Regions from separate parts of the Zea mays genome. Here all the other regions are linked to region 1. The links are chromatin contacts, called in public Hi-C maps. All regions are on one chromosome and are shown on one strand. Each heading gives the region's core, a stretch centred on a gene start, on an enhancer-like site or on the middle of the called end of the contact. The rest is flanking DNA. Distances are from core to core; before and after follow the strand shown.

What was found. Hi-C and Micro-C count contacts between places; a contact is called where the count stands out from the background.
Region 2: a Hi-C map of bundle sheath shows a contact between it and region 1, with 2.8 times the contacts expected there. The contact joins the promoter of LOC100280678 here to the promoter of LOC103635873 in region 1. A contact is called at or near these places in 3 of 25 Hi-C or Micro-C datasets (bundle sheath, ear and endosperm).
Region 3: a Hi-C map of ear shows a contact between it and region 1, with 2.1 times the contacts expected there. The contact joins the promoter of LOC100280565 here to the promoter of LOC103635873 in region 1. A contact is called at or near these places in 4 of 25 Hi-C or Micro-C datasets (ear, endosperm, leaf and 1 more).

The regions. Positions count from the first base shown.
Region 1 is chr8:128,372,041-128,374,745 of Zm-B73-REFERENCE-NAM-5.0, reverse strand. It overlaps LOC103635873 (heat stress transcription factor A-4d), which reads right to left and starts at 1,333. Exons shown (of 2, transcript XM_008658255.4): 1 at 1-1,333. The coding sequence starts at 38. It also overlaps a transcript of LOC100192108 not described here.
Region 2 is chr8:127,994,380-127,997,084 of Zm-B73-REFERENCE-NAM-5.0, reverse strand. LOC100280678 reads left to right here and starts at 1,362. Exons shown (of 1, transcript NM_001159256.2): 1 at 1,362-2,418. The coding sequence starts at 1,489. The coding sequence ends at 2,277.
Region 3 is chr8:128,113,122-128,115,826 of Zm-B73-REFERENCE-NAM-5.0, reverse strand. LOC100280565 (50S ribosomal protein L20-like) reads left to right here and starts at 1,395. Exons shown (of 3, transcript NM_001158337.2): 1 at 1,395-1,610; 2 at 2,561-2,705. The coding sequence starts at 2,592.

The DNA of each region.
Region 1 (2,705 bases), core at 84-2,583:
GGCTGCGAGCTGGAATTGGAACCCTCCATGCCGGCCATGCACCTCCTCCTGTCTCTCCTCCGACTGATGATGGGCGAAGAATTAACTAACCGACGCTCCCCCAACTCTGTCTTACCCACCGGAATGGCTCGCACTCAACCGCAGCGAGAAAAATTCTCGCCAAGCTGCCGCAAGGACGACGAAAGCAAGGGCTACGGCTACTGAAGGGGAAGAAACCTGAGCGGTTGCTAGGATTTTTGCTCCTCGCGTTGGCGTCAGCTCGGGCGCGGCAGATGAGCGAGCCGAGGCAGCCCAAGGGGCAGAGGAGAAAACGAGGGGGAGTGGCGTCGCGCGGCGGTTTTATAAAGGGGGTCGGGTCGCGCGTCGTGTCGTGTCGTGTGTCCGGGTGCGCGGCGGGCCACCGGGACTCGGACGACGACGCGGACGGTGACTGGGCTGAGCAGCTCGCGCTGGCTCGCTGGCGCCCGCATCCTGGGCTGGGTATACATCGGCTGGCGGCTGGTCGTTGCATGGGGGCGTCTGAGGTTTGACTGGCCAATGCGTTGGCGGACCGGGACCCAGGTCGCTTCTAGAAGAAGGCGCGCGGAAACGGGTCCCGGCGGCGGGCCGTCAAAGTTCGCCGCCCAGCGCGCACGGGCAAAGGCTCGGTGCTGCCGGTCAGCAGGGCAAGCGAGCCAGCCGCCAGCGTTCGATAGCTGTCGGTCGTCTGGGTGACTGGAACAACAGCAGCAGCAGGCCAGTTTTGGGGCCGAGACGTCCCGACCTCTGTGCGCGTCCCGTCACATACTCGCATGTGCTGCTGCTCCGACACTTCCCTTCCCTAAGCTGGCGACCGTTGCTCTCCAGTGACGTCGGTCACCTCCAGGAGCCAGGAATCTTCCCAACGCCCCTCGCCCTGCCCCTGCGGCACCCCGCGCGGCCGGTTGGAGGGTCGAGCGAGACGCCTTTCCATCGCCCGTCGGGTCGTCGCGGGCAGGATGTGAACGGTCTCGGCGGGCGACCATTCCTGCCGAGAATTTTCAGCGGTGCGCCGGTGCCCGCCCGCGCGCCGTGGAAAAAGAGGGCCGCGGATCGCCAGGCGAGTGGATGCTAGCGCACGCACGAGCAGATTCGTTGGGCAGAAGAACCACGCGCCGACACGACGGCGACGGCAGGCTTGAACTATGTCCGCGCCGCGGGCGCTGCGTGTGTGTGTGTGTGCCACCTTTTCTTCCTTAACTTTGTCCCCAAGAATGAACGAACTGAAGGAAAAAAAGTCTAGTGTTTTAATCGATCTGCAAGTGTGTCACGCAGTCTCAGATCAAGAGTCAATTTCCATGCTGATACCGAGAGGCAAGGTTAATTTGGGTCATTGAATACCAGTCGGTAGTATTTGGTCATTTGCATGTCGTTGTTGTTCTTGCCACAGATCAAGTTGTGAGGTTTGTGGTGCTGCTAGAGATGTCCAAACGGGCCGCCCGGCCCGGTCCGGCCTGGGCCCGGTGAAGCCCGGCCCGCTAGGCACGATTAAAAAACCGGGTCGGACCGGCTAAGCACGCGGGCTCAATTTCTTGTCCGAGTCCGGTCCGCAACGGGCCTAAATGGGTCGGGCCAGCACAAAAAAAGCGGGCCGGAAAGCGGGCTATGCGGACCGAAAAACACATTTTAGTGTAAAAAAAGCGGGCTTAACGGGCTTAGAGCTAAACGGACCGTGCCGGGCTAGCCTACCGTGTCTAATTTCCTGTCCGAGCCCGGCCCGCTTATTCGTGCCGGGCCGACCCGGGCCCGCATATAACCGGGCCGTGCCGGGCTCGGACCGAGCCCCAAAAGCGGGCTTCGTGCCGGGCTCGCGGGCCTCGTGCCTATAGGTGCTGCTACGTTCCCATCAAGTGCATGTGCATGTGAATTGAGGAAGCAATCAAGTTCCTCTTGCCTTGCTCCCTTTTGATCGGTAACGAAGAGAAAAAAGAAAAGAGATCAGATTTCAACATATTTGCCACACACGCCTGAGCAGATTAGCGCAAGGTTTTAAGTTTATTACTAAATATACACAGGTTATGTAATAGCCATCATTTTTTTTTTGCTAGCTGGACGTCAGCGAACTGAGGCCTGAGAAGCACGGCAATAATAATCCTGTGCGACGGAGCGAGCCGCTAGCTGGACGTCAGCTATGGTGTCACCGCGCGGAAGGGGGGCATGCAAGGGGCGGGGTTGACCTCGGCGTCAGGTTGTTGCTGAATGTTTCTGGGGGTTCCTATCATTGCTTCTTCTAGACTAGATGAGCATGGACTTGTGGTGTGGTGGCATGGGCATGCAACATGCATGCAGGATCAGGCCAGGCTACCAGGGTTTTTTTTTGATCTATCTGCACGAGCTGATATATTAGTGTACCCAGTTTCTTCTTCTAGATTGTTCAACTTGTGCTTACCCTGCCGCGTCCGCGTGTCTACCAACCTGCGACTTGTACCGGTAATCGATCTAGAAGGGCGGCGAGTGTCATGGCGTCGTATGAACCCCTCTGGGGAATGGTTCAACTCGTGACGCAAAGACTGGCTGTTCTCACTTCTCAGTTCTCACACTAAATATACACATGCATGTGATGGACCGACTGATGGGCAGTAACTGTAATAATCTGATGTCATGGGAGAAGCTGCAAATGGTTACTAGAACGAAAGAAAAGGGGATAAATTATTTCTTCTCTTTTACTTCTCGGTGCCCTTTTTTTT
Region 2 (2,705 bases), core at 113-2,612, 380 kb after region 1:
GGATAAAGTTACCTTCATTTACTTGATTTGAAAGCTAAAGAAAGAAAGTAAGCTCGATGATCATCGACATCTCGAACTCTTTTGACATCAACTCACCAAACTCCTTACAATGACCTTCATTTATCGAGCCAAAGATTTAATTGCCAACATAAACTTGATAGAACTTGAGGGATTTTGACCAACGTTGTGATTCCTCGAGGGATTTTGACAAGGGTGTGTGAAAGCAAGAGAAGATCATTCTCCTTGTGTTATTGAGCACTTGATGAAGCCCTAGTCATTTAGTGCGTTAATTAATTAATTAATTAATTAATCATAGAGCTTAACTCCTAGAAAACTAAATGTTGCCCAGGATAGGATAAAAGGAGTGGGTCGAAAAAAACTCCACAGCCTTTATGATGACGTCGGAATGGCCGCTTCCAATACACCTGCATCCAAGGCAATGATTGATCATATCGAAGGCAGAGAGCTAGGGGAAGCACCCGAAGGTCTCAAGAGAATGCATGACTGCCAATAATGAATGTTGGACAACATAGAACTGTAGAGCAGCTAGGCCGGCACCATCAGCAACTCGAGGAACTTGATAGCTGCAGGAGGTAACGATGGCCTCGCACTCGCTGATAAACAAAGTACGATGTTATGTTCATTAGTTCATACATGAATATGATAATTTCTCTCGACTCTAGCACACACTTGGGGCCGAAACTCTAAAGTTGGGCCGGTGTGCGAGAGCAGGCCGGGCCTGATATTCTTGGGCTTGAGGCTGTCTGCCTTGAGTCGGGGCGCTGCTAACGGTCATCTATTTCACGCTCCATCCATATGCAGGGGCCGGGGGGGGGGGGGGGGGGGGGGGACGGTTACCGCGGGCGGAAATGTCCGTACTCCGTAGGCTCCCTCCCGAGTCAGCTGATGCAAATTTTATTTTAAGGTGCACGGAAGTATATGCTCTCTTTAGTACCAGGATAAATATATATGTCCAGGTGCCTTGCCTCTTCTCAGGGGCATGGCTGCTGGATCCACAAGAGTAGTGATGCAGCTGTGTACGTGTGGGTGTCCCGTACTGCGCAGCAGACCACGCCGTACAGCAGCGCAGCTCGAAACCTCACCGGCCCAGCCGCAAAAGCGCCCGGTGGCCCGCCCCATTTCCTTCGCCGAGAGGCCGCGACGTGGCGAGCAACATGCAGCACGGGCCTCCACGCCTCTCCACGTAGTCGCCCCGCGCCAAACCACCTCCCCACGACGCCACGCCAGCCTCCGATAGCTCGGCAACCAACAGAGCCCTCAATACCGCCCATGCCGGTTGCCGGATACGATACCGCCCCAGCCCAACCCCTATAAAACCCCGCGCCACCAACCCTACGGTTGTTATATCTCCTCAAGGCACGTTCACCACAGTCCTCTCTTTCCCCGGCACCACCACCACCCAGGCTAACCGGACTGGACCGAGTGTTGAACAACACTGAGGGCGAGGCAGATAGAGCGACGGCAGGCATGGTGAGCCGTGAAAATTTGCACCTGGTGCTGGACCCGGCGTCTCTGGGCGCGCCGTGGGCCGACCCGTCCGCCGCAGAGATCCCGCCGCAGCTCCTCGCCGCGCTGGGAGAGTACCTCTCCTCCACCCGCGCCGAGGGCGGCGACGTCGCGACGGAGGCGGACGACGAGTTCATGATGCACGAGTTCAAGGTGCGGCGGTGCGCGCGCGCGCGGAGCCACGACTGGACGGCGTGCCCCTACGCGCACCCGGGGGAGGCCGCGCGGCGGCGGGACCCGCGCCGCGTGGCCTACGCGGGGGAGCCGTGCCCGGACTTCCGGCGCCGCCCGGGCGCGGGCGCCGCGTGCCCGCGCGGGGCCGCCTGCCCGCTCGCGCACGGCACCTTCGAGCTGTGGCTCCACCCGTCCCGCTACCGCACGCGCCCCTGCCGCGCGGGCGCTGCCTGCCGCCGCCGCGTCTGCTTCTTCGCGCACGCCGCGGCCGAGCTCCGCGCCGGCGCCGGCGCCGGCGCCGGCGCCGCCAAGGACGGCTGCTCGCCGCTCGCGCTGTCGCTCTCGCCCAAGTCGACGCTGGCGCCGCCCTGGGAGTCGCCGCCGGTGTCGCCGGTGGAGGGCCGGAGGTGGGTCGACGAGCCGGCGGACGCCGAGGTGGAGGAGCTGTTGCTCGCGATGCGGGAGCTCGGATTCAGGAAGGCCAAGGCGTCGTCGTCGGCGCCGGTCCTGCCTGCGGCTGCGGTCACGGAGGACGACGGGCCGGACTTGGGATGGGTGTCGGAGCTGGTGATGTAGGCGTCCAAGATGTGGTGGATGCCGATCTGCGATCTCCTTCGCTCGCTGCTGCCGGCGTCGTCAACGGAACAGCTTCGTTAAGCAATATTGATCGTACCATTTTCTTTCATGAATTTGCATCATTCTTCTTGTGGATATAAACCAAACCTGGTGCAACTATTAATACTGCAATCTGTAAGCGTGGCGTGCTGCTGTACATGGTTCTCGTTCGTTCGATCATTACTACCAGTGTATATACAAAGTGTAGTTGCCTTCGCTGTCAGTACACTGCTGCCTTCTGGAATCGGTGTTCAGCTAATCTGCAATTAATCGGTGTTCAGTCGTGGAAGTACGTGTGTTCCATTCATCCGATCACTGCAGGGGGATTGGTCTTGGATGAAGGAAATGCGGTAGAGTTTCTGCAAATGGGAAACCAACATGGCCGGGCC
Region 3 (2,705 bases), core at 146-2,645, 260 kb after region 1:
CTAGAGATAGCAATGGGGACCCGATCCCCGATTCCCCGCGGGGAATTCCTCTATTAGGGGATGGGGATGGGGAAATTTCTTCCCCCACGGGGATGTAAACGGGGAAAATTTCTCCCCCGACGGGTAAACGGGGATGGGGATGGGGAAGCATTCCCCATCCCCGTTCCCCGCGGCGACCCGTTAAACTTACATGTGACGATGTTTTCATATAATAGTTAATGATAAAAAATAAATAATTATCTTGCCAAGAGATCACTAGTTGTACAAATGCGTTCATTTTAATGTACACATAATGATTTTTACATCTAACAATGTGTATAAGTGAAAATGTTTTACATTAATAACAAATTAAGTATGATCTAATTATAATTTAAGCGGGGACGGGGATCCCCGATGGGGATTTATCCCCGCGGGTAACGGGGATGGGGAAGAAATGTCCCCCGCAAGCGTTCGTGGGGATCCCCGAGGGGAAGTTTTTTCGTCGCGGGGACGGGGATGTGGAGCCAAAACCCGACGGGGAATTCCCCGTTGCCATCTCTATCCCCACCTCTCCTCTCTCTTACTTTTTATATAGGAAAGGTGGAAGAGGACATGTGAGGTTTTTATTATTTTGAATTTCATTTTTTTCTCAAAAAACGTAGGAGGACTGTGTTTCAGATATATATATTAAGAAGAGGGAAACAAAGGTTTAAAGTGGCCCAAAAAATAACACACTCCTTATGGAGGTCAGTAACACTCGTACATGAAAGGATCCATAAAAACACACACTCCCTACAACAACCTATGCAGGGCAACAAAAAAGGAGAGCCCTTTGGCTCCAGCAATTTTTGAGCTTCTTCTTTCCTCATCTGCTTGCTCCAGAGTCAAAGGCTGGGAGACCCTCCATAAAAAATGGCTCTATTGCGATGCTTCCAAATCAACCAAGATCCTAAAATAACGAGGGAGTAAAGACCTTTCCTGACCAGACATTTACGGTCTCTGAAACCATCTCCCACCAATGCATAAAGGAAATTGTATGTGGCCGTGGGGCTAAACTATACAACCCAAACTTTCTTAGTAGGTTTTACCAGAAAACTCTTGAGAAGACAGCTCATGAGCAAGTGGTTAAGGGTTTCACCTTGCTGGTCACATAAAGGACATCTGCTAGGGTGATTCAATCCTCTTTTCGCAAAGCGATCAGCTGTCCAACATTTATTATGGTCCACCAGCCAAATGAATAAACAACACTTTGGAGGACACACGTGTGGACACAAGGAGTACAAAGAAAAAAAATGAAGAGTATGAACTTTTATTTAGTGGCCCATCTAAAAGCCCATTAATTCAGCACAAGTTCCACTAGCCCAGACGTTTCTTTAACCTAGCCTTTTCACTGCTCCAGCGAAGGCACAGCCGCCACCGTTTCTTGATCTCCCATCTTCATCTTCTTCGTAGCGCCGGCGCTCCATCTTCCGCTCCCTCCCTTAGTCGCGCTCGGCACGCGGGTGACGGCGGCAGTGGCGGCACTCAGGATCGGGCTCTCAGCGACGGCATCAGCGGTTTCCCCTCCCGCTTCTCTCCAGTCGCCTCGCGCCCTCGCCTCCGGTCCTCCGCACACCAGCCGGTGACCCTCCGTGCGTCCTATATCTCTCGCTCCTCCCGCCTCCGGTGGAACGTCAACGGTACCCGGCACCGGCGGCTGCGCCGCGCGCAGCCTGAGGGCAGCGGGAGCCAGCAGCCGCTGCTCGACCAAGGCGGTCGCGCCGCTTTGGGAGCCGTTATGCCCCAAAGCGAAGCCTTACTCGTCCTCTTAGCGCTTTAGCGCGCTGAAGCGTGCGTTTAGTGCCGCATTTTGGAACCCTGTGTGAAAGTAGTATTTCTGTGTGCTGCCCCAACAACCTTTTCTAACATCGGTAGTAAATATGAATTGGTGGAAGCATCGGTATCATAAAATTGGAAGCACTGGTAGAGTAAATTTGTGGAAGCACATTGTGACCGCAAGAGCTGAAACATTTAGTCTTTATTAGAACTGCCTCGTGGTCTATGAGTCATCATCTATTTTGCACAAGTCGCAAAATATGTTGATGTTCAGATTAATTTGATATGTTGCAAGTTGTATGCAGTGGTCAGCACTTGTCTTGCCTTTGGTATCAGATTATGCTTCATTTGGTCATGTATATTTGGTTTTCAAGATTTAAATTGACAGTGGAGCCTTCCCTTTGAAATATATGTATAACTTAATTTCTTTCTTTGGACTCAACTTTAAATTAGTTAGGTAGTATTGTTTATTTTTATTTTGGTCCGATAGTTGAACTAAGAGCTTGCATTTTGTTGAAGGGTATTTTAAAAAGGATGTCTACTCTATACACCCTTGAATTGTTACTGTTGACATATACTTCCAATTCTTGTGTTCCTGTGTAGCAGTTAAAACATTGTAGAAACGATCTTCTGACAGGGTCGACTTGTATGGAATCCTTAGTTAGGAATAAAAATGTCAGCGATACCCTGTGCATAGTCTGAACTCACACTGGATTAGTTCATACTGAAATCCAACGCTTTCTCTACCTTTTCCTTAATGTTGCAGATATAGGGTGTGAGACTACCAAAACTCGAAAATGAACAAGGGAAAGATTTTTAAGCTAGCCAAGGGATTCAGAGGAAGGGCGAAAAATTGCATAAGGATAGCAAGAGAGAGGGTGGAGAAGGCGCTGCAATATTCATATAGGGAT